3 separate regions of the Mus musculus genome follow, and regions 1 and 3 are each linked to region 2. Evidence: chromatin contacts called from public HiChIP or PLAC-seq data. All regions are on one chromosome and are shown on one strand. Each heading gives the region's core, a stretch centred on a gene start, on an enhancer-like site or on the middle of the called end of the contact. The rest is flanking DNA. Distances are from core to core; before and after follow the strand shown. Region 1 holds the start of Sltm (SAFB-like, transcription modulator). Region 2 has its middle 16 kb from the start of Gcnt3. Region 3 holds the start of Ccnb2 (cyclin B2).

Region 1 (2,700 bases), core at 50-2,549, 490 kb before region 2:
GTTAATTCAATATTATCTGGATCGCCTCCTTCCTCTTCAATAGCCTACATTAGAAAGAGAAGTTAATATGCTACACAAACTATCTAAACTTATTTTATAAAAACTTAATGAAAATATATTACCAAACCTCCAGCCTCAAAACATTAGAATTGCCAGTTATTTTACAAACCGACTTCACAAACGAGTAATTATGCTACACAGAAAGGGGTGGAGGGTGTCATTGAGTATCGAAATGTCCTGGAACTTGAAATTCCACCCAGTCGATGGTTCCATGTCACATATACTGAACAAGAACCTAAATATGTTCTATTACAGAAAGTTTGTAGCTACTTAAATAAGGAAGAGTTTTCCTAACGTATTGCGTACACTTGTTCCCGTCTCCGATTCCAAGGCTTCACGCGAATAAACCTGAAAGCTTAACAGGACTGAGAACGTGGATGATTACGCTGATGCAATCAGAAATTAAGAATTAAAAATAAATCAGTTAAAAGCCTAGTGGGGAAAAAAAAAGATGAATCTTCCCTTCTCATCCACTCATCAACTCCCACTACGGATTTCTCTGAACAGGGGTGAAGAAACGGTTGGACACAATTAAACGGTAACTTCGGCCAAGTCAGCAAACTAACCATCGCCTCGGAGCCCGAGAGATGCACGCGCTGCGCACCGCCCGTAGGCCGGGGTACCCAGCGCCGCCCAGGGTCTGCAGCTCCACCCTCCGCAGGCCGCAGAGCCGATGGAGAGGGCGTCCCAGGGGAGGCAGGGGGCGCGACCGGCGGCGGCTCGCGAGGCCGCTGGAAGGCCAGGCTCCTCGCGGAGGCGCGGGCCCCGCGCGCCGGGCACGCACAGGCACCACCCGGTCCGCCCCGACCGCGGAAGCGTAGCACCTAAACGGCGCGGCCTACGCTGCCCTGCGCGCAGCGTCCGGGCCTCACCTGCTTCAGCCGGGAGACCAGTACCGTCTTGACCCCGTTGATGTCCAAGTTGCGGCGCTTCAGCTCGGACCTGAGGTCGATAACCCGCAGCTCCGTGATCTTCTTCCCTTCCGCCGGCCCAGAGGCGGCCGAGGCTACCACGGCCCCGGCAGCGGCAGCCATTTTGGGAAAGCAACGCGCTGCCGAGGCAGCTAGTGGGCTGCAGGGCGGCGGCGGCGGCGGAGGAGGAGGCAGCGGCGGTGGAGGCGGTGGCCGCGGCAGCACCAACTTCCAACCCGGGCCCCGGGCGGCCAGCGGCGCCGCGCTACGCTGCGCACAATGAGCCACTGACCACGCCCCCCCACGGGGACCACGCCCCCGACTCTGCTCCAGCGCAACCTGCAGCGGCACCCGGATGACGGGTGCGCGTGCGCACTGAGCAGGCATGGAGGGGGCGGAGCTCGCAGCGGACCGGTGGCTCGGCCTCTGGCGTGGTCCCGGGAAAGTCTCCGCGTGTCCAACCGCTCAGCTGTCCTCGGTACCACGGTTCCCGCCTCTCCATTAGCCTCCTTCTCCTCTCATCTCTTACCTAGAGCCATCGCCACTTGAGAGGCACCCCATAGTAGGGAGAGTAGGTGCGTCTCTTCACCGAAATGAGGGGGCGTGTGCGCCAGCCTTCCCGGAAGAAGTACGGAATCATCGTGGAAAGGTGGTCGGGGTATACTAGTGAACTTAGGTCGGCGGGTTCCGCCCCGGAACGCCCAGCGAAACCTGAGGCCGAGAGCCCAGGGGACAGTGTCACGCTGTGACCCCCTGAAGCTTAGCCCCTCTTTGCCTGAAAACTACCAGGCAAACGTCCTCTCCTCGTTTGCCTCAGCTTGCCCATCCCCTCCGACGGGCCTGATGGCTCAATGAAATTGTTCACAAAAGGAGAATAACTTAAAAGTATATGTTGCCCTGATCCTATACAGTATCCTCTGCCCTGCGCCGCCAGCATTTGGTATGTCAAGGACAGGGGCCACTTTATGGAGAAATAGCCCGCATAGTATCTCTTAGTAATTTTAATATTATTAATCATCACAGCGTAAATATCTATAGAATTAACACAAAGTTGGACAAAGTTAGGAAACACAGGGAACTGAATTAACATTTACTGGTGGGTGATGTTTTGTAAAGGCAAGGGTATGTTTTGTAGAGCGAGGTATAGAGCGGTGGGAGGGACTGCCTCATCCGGCTGATGCTGAGGCATCCCCACCCCAGGTACCATCCATAAGACTGGTCTAGTATAGAATAGAGTTTATTTGGGGGTATGGCAAGGGGAGCTGAGAAGGGAGTAGAGGCAGAGAAAGGGAGAAGACAGAAGAGAAGAGCCCGGCCAAGAACACGTGGAGGGGGGAGGGGAGAGGAAGAAAGGAGTCAAAGGGGGGGGGGGGACATTCCCATCCAGGCCTACCTGGCTGTTGCTAGGTAAGTGTTGGGCGGAGCCTAGAAGGAATGCTAAGGTGCTAACAAAGGTGGGGTTGAGGTTGTTTTGTTTTACATCTTTCTCCAGTTTCCTGGTTATAAAACTTAAATTGGACTGGGCAGTGGTGGGACATGCCTATCAGCACTAAGGGGAGAGAGGCTTGTGGATCTCTGAGATACACTACACTCCAGCCTGGTATCTGCAGAGTGACCCAGGACAGCCAGGGCTACACAGAGAAATCCTACCTTTATAAATAAATAAATAAATAAATAAATAAATGTGAGGTGTGCCTTACTTTGGGTTGCTACACACAGAGGAATCCTA
Region 2 (2,700 bases), core at 132-2,631:
ATTTATTTATCTGTCCATGCTTCCATTCATATACCAATCCATCTACCCTTCCATCTATCTATCCATCCATCATGCATGCATGCATGCATCCATCCTCCCTCCCTCCTAGCCATCCATCCATCCATCCATCCATCCATCCATCCACCTACCAACCCAACCCCTCTGTCCATCTATCATATATCTTTCACTCTCAGGCAATGAATCTATACAAAGACTCTCAAGGTAAATTAGAACACCAGTATTCTGGTTAGTTTCAGCTGGAAAGTTGACACAGTCCACAGTTATCTGAGGGAGTCTCACCTAGAGAATTATCCAGATCAGATTGACCTGTAGCCATGTCTAAGAGGAGTTTTCTTGACCACTGATTGATGTGGGAGGGGCCTACTATCTGTGGGTGGAGCTACCCCTGGGCATGTGGTCCTAGAGTGTTTTATAAATGCAAACTGAATATGAGCCTGGAAGCAAGCAAGCCAGAAAGTAGCATTCCTCCATGGCTCCTGCTGCAGTTCCTGCTTGAGCCTCTGTTCAGCGAGGGACTGCTACCTGTAACAGTGTACACAGGAACAAACTAAACCTTCCTCTCCTGAATTACTGTTGGTCACGATGTTTATTATAGCAAGCATACTTAAAGAACCATCTAAGATGATTCAGCTTCTATAACATGCAATGTGGGTTCAGGGTCCAGAGCCAGAAATCCTGAAACGGGATCCAAGTGTGGCTTTTAAAGGGTAGAGGTCACCTCCTATTTCACCTAGATAACATCACCTCTGGCTATATATATGAAAAACACAATGTTCTGCTGGGCTTTCCCTTAAGTATATGAGAGTCATCTCAGGCCAAGTGGCCCTGCTTGTCCATCCTGGGGTAAGGCTTTCCTCAGTGAGCCTTCAGTTCCAGGCTTTCCCTAGAAGTGTGTTTCATGACACAGTCTTTCTAAGTGGCAAACATCCCTGCCCCATGCAAGGACACACACAAGCTGTGGGTTAACCAGAGGATTATCAGAAAGCTTCCTCCCTCCCTACTCATTTCCACCGATGCTCTGGCCTCTTCCCTCCTTTGCTCTGAAGAAAGAAATCCCCACCTCCACAGTCAGCTTCCTGTCTGACTTACAGCTTCTTCTCAAGAAAGATGGGGTCTTCAAACTCACCTTCACCACCCAGGGAAGGAAGGACCCGACCTTTACTTTCCCAGCTCCCAAGTAACTTGGAAAGATTCCAAAACAGAGGTTGGATTTTTACCACCAAATGTCAGCAGTGATTCTTCTGAGCACTGCATGCCTCTCTTCTGTAGCTCTTCAGCCAGTGAAAGGTTCAGACGAGCTGGCAAGGATGAAAAACTATGGCACTGAAGGCAGCCCGGCAGACAAGGGTAGGGATAATCTCCTGTGCACTGTGTGGAAACATCACCTGTCAATAAAAGTCTGATGGCCTATTAGCAAGAGGGTAGAATAGAAGGTGGGACATCCGGCAGAGAGGGAGGGGAGGGGGAGACAGGGAGAGGGGAGAGAGGAAAGAGAAGGGGGGGGGGGAAGAGGGAGAGGGAGAAACTCTGGGAAAGAGTGAGATGTGGGAAGATTCCACCGTCATCTGACCTATGAAACTAGAGAGAGTTAACTAACCATGTGACAGACATGAAATAATATAAATAGGTTAATATACATTGCAAGCTAGTCAGGGAACAGACCTAGCTCATGGCCTAGGCATTTATTCACAAACAAATAAACCTCTGCGTCATTATTCAGGATATGGGGTGCTTGTGGAAAAGCCCACGGTTGCAGACACGCCCCAGGTAACACAGGGCAGGGATGGGTTTCAGGAGCTTTGGGTCAGGACAGCTCATGCTAGCTGAAGATTTACATACTTAGTAATGGGTTACCCTGGAGATGTGTAGAGAACATAATAAGCCCCAAGACTGTATGATGGATGTACCATCCAGGCCGTAAAACCCAGCTCTTAGACAGCATCACCTGCCAAAGTGAAAACAAAGACCTAATCTATCAAAGTCCATAGTCCCCGGAAAGTCTCTAACTGTACTAACCCTGCTCTTCAGCTTCTGTAGCTCTGCTTCTGGCTAACTGTTCTTGTTAACTGAAGTGTGTCAACCCAGAGCATGGTTAATTTTGTGCTTAAAAGCTCACCCTGAGAAAGGCTTGGGCTACACTGGGACTCTGAACACCCAGTGTAGTTGCTGGTGGCTAATAAAGTTTCCTCTGGCTTGAACGTGTATCTGAGTAGTCTTCTCTGATGGACCCCATAACAGAGAACAAAATTGACCCATTTACCAAGGTCAACTGAGGAAGGAAAACTGTGGTCCAGCCAGATACCAGACTCTTTAGAAAAAGGGAACCCCAAGATCTAACTCTTGTTTGTGTGGGAATATACCTAGAACTGACTGGACTCTAGGCCAAACTAAAAACAAGCCATGACAATAAGGATATCAGTCTATACACAAATCCTGAAATTGTTTCAAAGTGTTTTCACACATGAGGAATGAACAAGAGAACAGAGGGATGAGGTAAGAGAGAGAATCATCTTTGCTTGGGATGTGGAGATGGTTCAGGTGATAAAATGCTTGTTTCGTAAGCACAGGGACTTGAGTTTGATCCCCATGACCCGCATAAAGAAGCCAGCCATGGCGGCGTGTACCTGCAGCTCCAGCACGGTGCAGGCAGAGTCTGCCGGCTCCCTGAGGCTCGCTGGC
Region 3 (2,700 bases), core at 111-2,610, 370 kb before region 2:
CAATGGCTTTGTTAAAGTTAAAGTTCAGTTAGAGAATAGGTCTGAGTTGCCAAATTGGTGCTGAAATCATGAGTTTAAGAGGTCCTCCTGCCATTTCTGAGTTCAAGGCCAGCCTGGTCTACAGAGTGAGTTCCAGGACTGCCAGGGCTATACAAAGAAACCCTGTCTCAGGAAAAAAAAAAATCCTCCTGCCTTAGCCTCCCAAGTAACTGGAATTATTACAAGCATGTGCTAATAGTACAAACTGCAGAGCACATTTTCTTCCCCAATCCAAACCAAAGCTTCCCAAGAAAGAGAAAGCTATGCGTAACCTCTGTGATTGTAAGGATGATGGACCAAGAGTCAGCAGCCACAGAACTTTCATTTCCTTTAGCAGGTACTTGAGAGAACTTAATGGGATATAAATAGTTATTTCTGCTCCTTTGGTTTCCAATATCCATGTGTAATTTAGGTCGAGGGGTAGTACTGCCACCTTGTCTTTTCAGGTGGGAGTGTTGGACAACACTGGTTCTTCCTTTAGACTCAGATTGGAAATGTCAGATTTGGGCGAAGGGGGAGGGAGCATTTATTATTTCCCAATAGAAGGGACTTGAACAAGACTGATGGGGTAGCCTGATCTCAAGTCGTTCTGCTGGCACTGCACCATTTTCTGTGTTGTTACCTAGTCTTTTCCCCAGGGTAATATTCTGGTTTTGTTTTTTGTTTTTGTTTTTGTTTTCTGTCTTGTCTCTCACTGTTCACAACTTGGGATACTCATTATTTTTCTTTTGAAATCTTGTGCACATCACACCGTCATTTGACAAATAGTTTCTGAGTTCTACTGTATTGTGCTGGAAGTCACACAAATCACGTCTAGTTTGAATTATGACTCTGCTGGGGATCTGTTTTAGGAAGACCACATACAGTACACATCCGAGTCACAATCATCTTGTAGCCCTGAACGACCTGGAGACGATGGCTTCATTTGCCAGACCATTCCAATCCAAATTCCCAGGTAGACGTTTCCGGAAGAGGAAGTAAGGTCAGAAGTAGCATTTCCAGGAAGTTCTCTGGAACCCACTTCTACCTAACCCAGAACAAACTTTTAAAGACATATGTCCTTAGGTGATGGCTCCCCACTCCTACCCCTAAAATTAAGACAATCTTTTCCAGTAGGAGGAAAAATTATTTTATTTAATATCAGGGACTAGAATTTGAAAATAAGACTGTAGACAAGGAAACAACAAAGCCTGGTGGCCTCGCTGGTTGCTATGACAAGCAAATACAAGCCAGCCAATCAACGTGCAGAAAGGCCTTCCAGTCTAGCCAATGGGTTGCGCGCGCCCTGCGTGCGTCTACCCAATAGTGCGTCAGCGGCGCGGTATTTGAATCGCGGACCGGGCGGTGGACGCGGAGCGGCGGGGCCCTGACCCTCCCAACGGTGTCGCAGACCGGAGTGGCTGTGCCTCGTCCGCACTTGCCAGGGCGGCCCTCATGGCGCTGCTCCGACGCCCGACGGTGAGTGCGCCGGGGCTACGGTGCCCTGTCCTGCCGGGTAGCCCGGGAGGCTGCCGGAGAGGCCCTGGCAGAGCTAAAGCGGTCCAGAGGCCCGGCCTGGGGTCTTCATTCCTGTTACCACTCAGGGCTGTGCTGCGCTGGGGATGAGGACCGGGAGGAACCGGGAAGCCGCCCAGTGCCATTTCTCTACTTTTCACATTTTTCAGTTTGCTTCGTGTGAGCTTCCCATTCGCGTCTTCATACTGCCTTCCTGGCCAAGGTCATTAAAGTGTGGTTTTGTCCTCTTAAAAAAAAAAAAAAACAGAAATAACAAAATGAAAACAAATACCCACCTAAGTGCTGGGCGGTGGTGGTGCACGCCTTTAATCCCAGCACTTGGGAGGCAGAGGCAGGCGGATTTCTGAGTTCGAGGCCAGCCTGGTCTACAGAGTGAGTTCCAGGACAGCCAGGGCTATTCAAAGAAACCCTGTCTCGAAAAAAGCAAAAAACAAAAAACAAAAACACCCAAGTGTAAGAGGAAACGTACAAAACTTGGATCCTAGGATGGCAGACAGTTGGGCAAAAGGCCAAATTCCTTTAATTACCTTTTTGAGAATGAAAGTATTACTGACTTTTAGGCTTTAATTGTACTAGGGTCGGTCTACTTTAGTTGAAAACAAGAGGGCCCCCGACACAGCTGCTGCCATTGTCCTGGCTAGTTAAAAGCCTCCAATTCCTCTTCCCAGTGAATTCAGGGGTACCCCTCATTACCAGGCTTTAACTCATAAGAAATTGAACTTTCAAACTCATTTTGAATTTAGCCGTGGGAAGCTAGCAGTAAAGACCGAACAGCTTAGATTTGGGGATCAGAATCCTAAACAATGAGGAACATACAGTCAGGGTTCATGTCTTGTAGCTCTAACTGCCACTAACAAGTTAATTTTTGTCTAATTTGTTCTTTCAAATTATTTAACAGTTAAAGTCTTGTGTAGGGATGGGGTACAGTTTATCTGGTCTATCCTACACAGGTCATCTTAAAAAAAAACAAAAAAACCCCAACCTTTGGAGAGGTTTTTTTGTTTGTTTTGTAGGATTAGTTCCCCCCCTCCCCCAACACTCAGAAAGTTAAATATTTTTTTCTCATGGAATACTTGTTATTGTACCACACTGTAAACTTTGGGGTATGAATAGCAAGCCTTGTTTCTTAACTGTATTCAAGATGAA

Evidence for each region. HiChIP or PLAC-seq counts read pairs in DNA pulled down with a chosen protein or histone mark.
Region 1: a FOXA1 HiChIP or PLAC-seq map of pancreatic cancer cells shows a contact between it and region 2. The contact joins the promoter of Sltm here to the enhancer-like site in region 2. A contact is called at or near these places in 4 of 39 promoter capture datasets (the 3T3-L1 cell line, 3T3-L1-derived adipocytes, cranial neural crest and 1 more), 3 of 115 datasets of contacts at active chromatin or transcription factors (embryonic stem cells, large pre-B cells and pancreatic cancer cells) and 1 of 9 other capture datasets (embryonic stem cells).
Region 3: a contact with region 2 is called in an HNF4G HiChIP or PLAC-seq map of pancreatic cancer cells. The contact joins the promoter of Ccnb2 here to the enhancer-like site in region 2. A contact is called at or near these places in 7 of 39 promoter capture datasets (cranial neural crest, embryonic stem cells, hematopoietic stem and progenitor cells and 2 more) and 4 of 115 datasets of contacts at active chromatin or transcription factors (embryonic stem cells, extraembryonic endoderm stem cells, large pre-B cells and 1 more).

What each region holds. Positions count from the first base shown.
Region 1 is chr9:70,541,314-70,544,013 of GRCm38.p6, reverse strand. It overlaps Sltm (SAFB-like, transcription modulator), which reads right to left and starts at 1,299. Exons shown (of 21, transcript NM_025690.4): 1 at 933-1,299; 2 at 1-44. The coding sequence starts at 1,094.
Region 2 is chr9:70,052,287-70,054,986 of GRCm38.p6, reverse strand. No RefSeq gene overlaps it. Among named protein-coding and RNA genes, the nearest start is that of Gcnt3, 16 kb to the right of the region's middle. Within about 2 kb of position 1,381, at least 24 of the 459 cell types and tissues checked have an H3K27ac peak or open chromatin away from gene starts, as enhancers often do. A contact at or near this core is called in pancreatic cancer cells, where this site is marked.
Region 3 is chr9:70,420,214-70,422,913 of GRCm38.p6, reverse strand. Ccnb2 (cyclin B2) reads left to right here and starts at 1,360. Exons shown (of 9, transcript NM_007630.2): 1 at 1,360-1,497. The coding sequence starts at 1,474.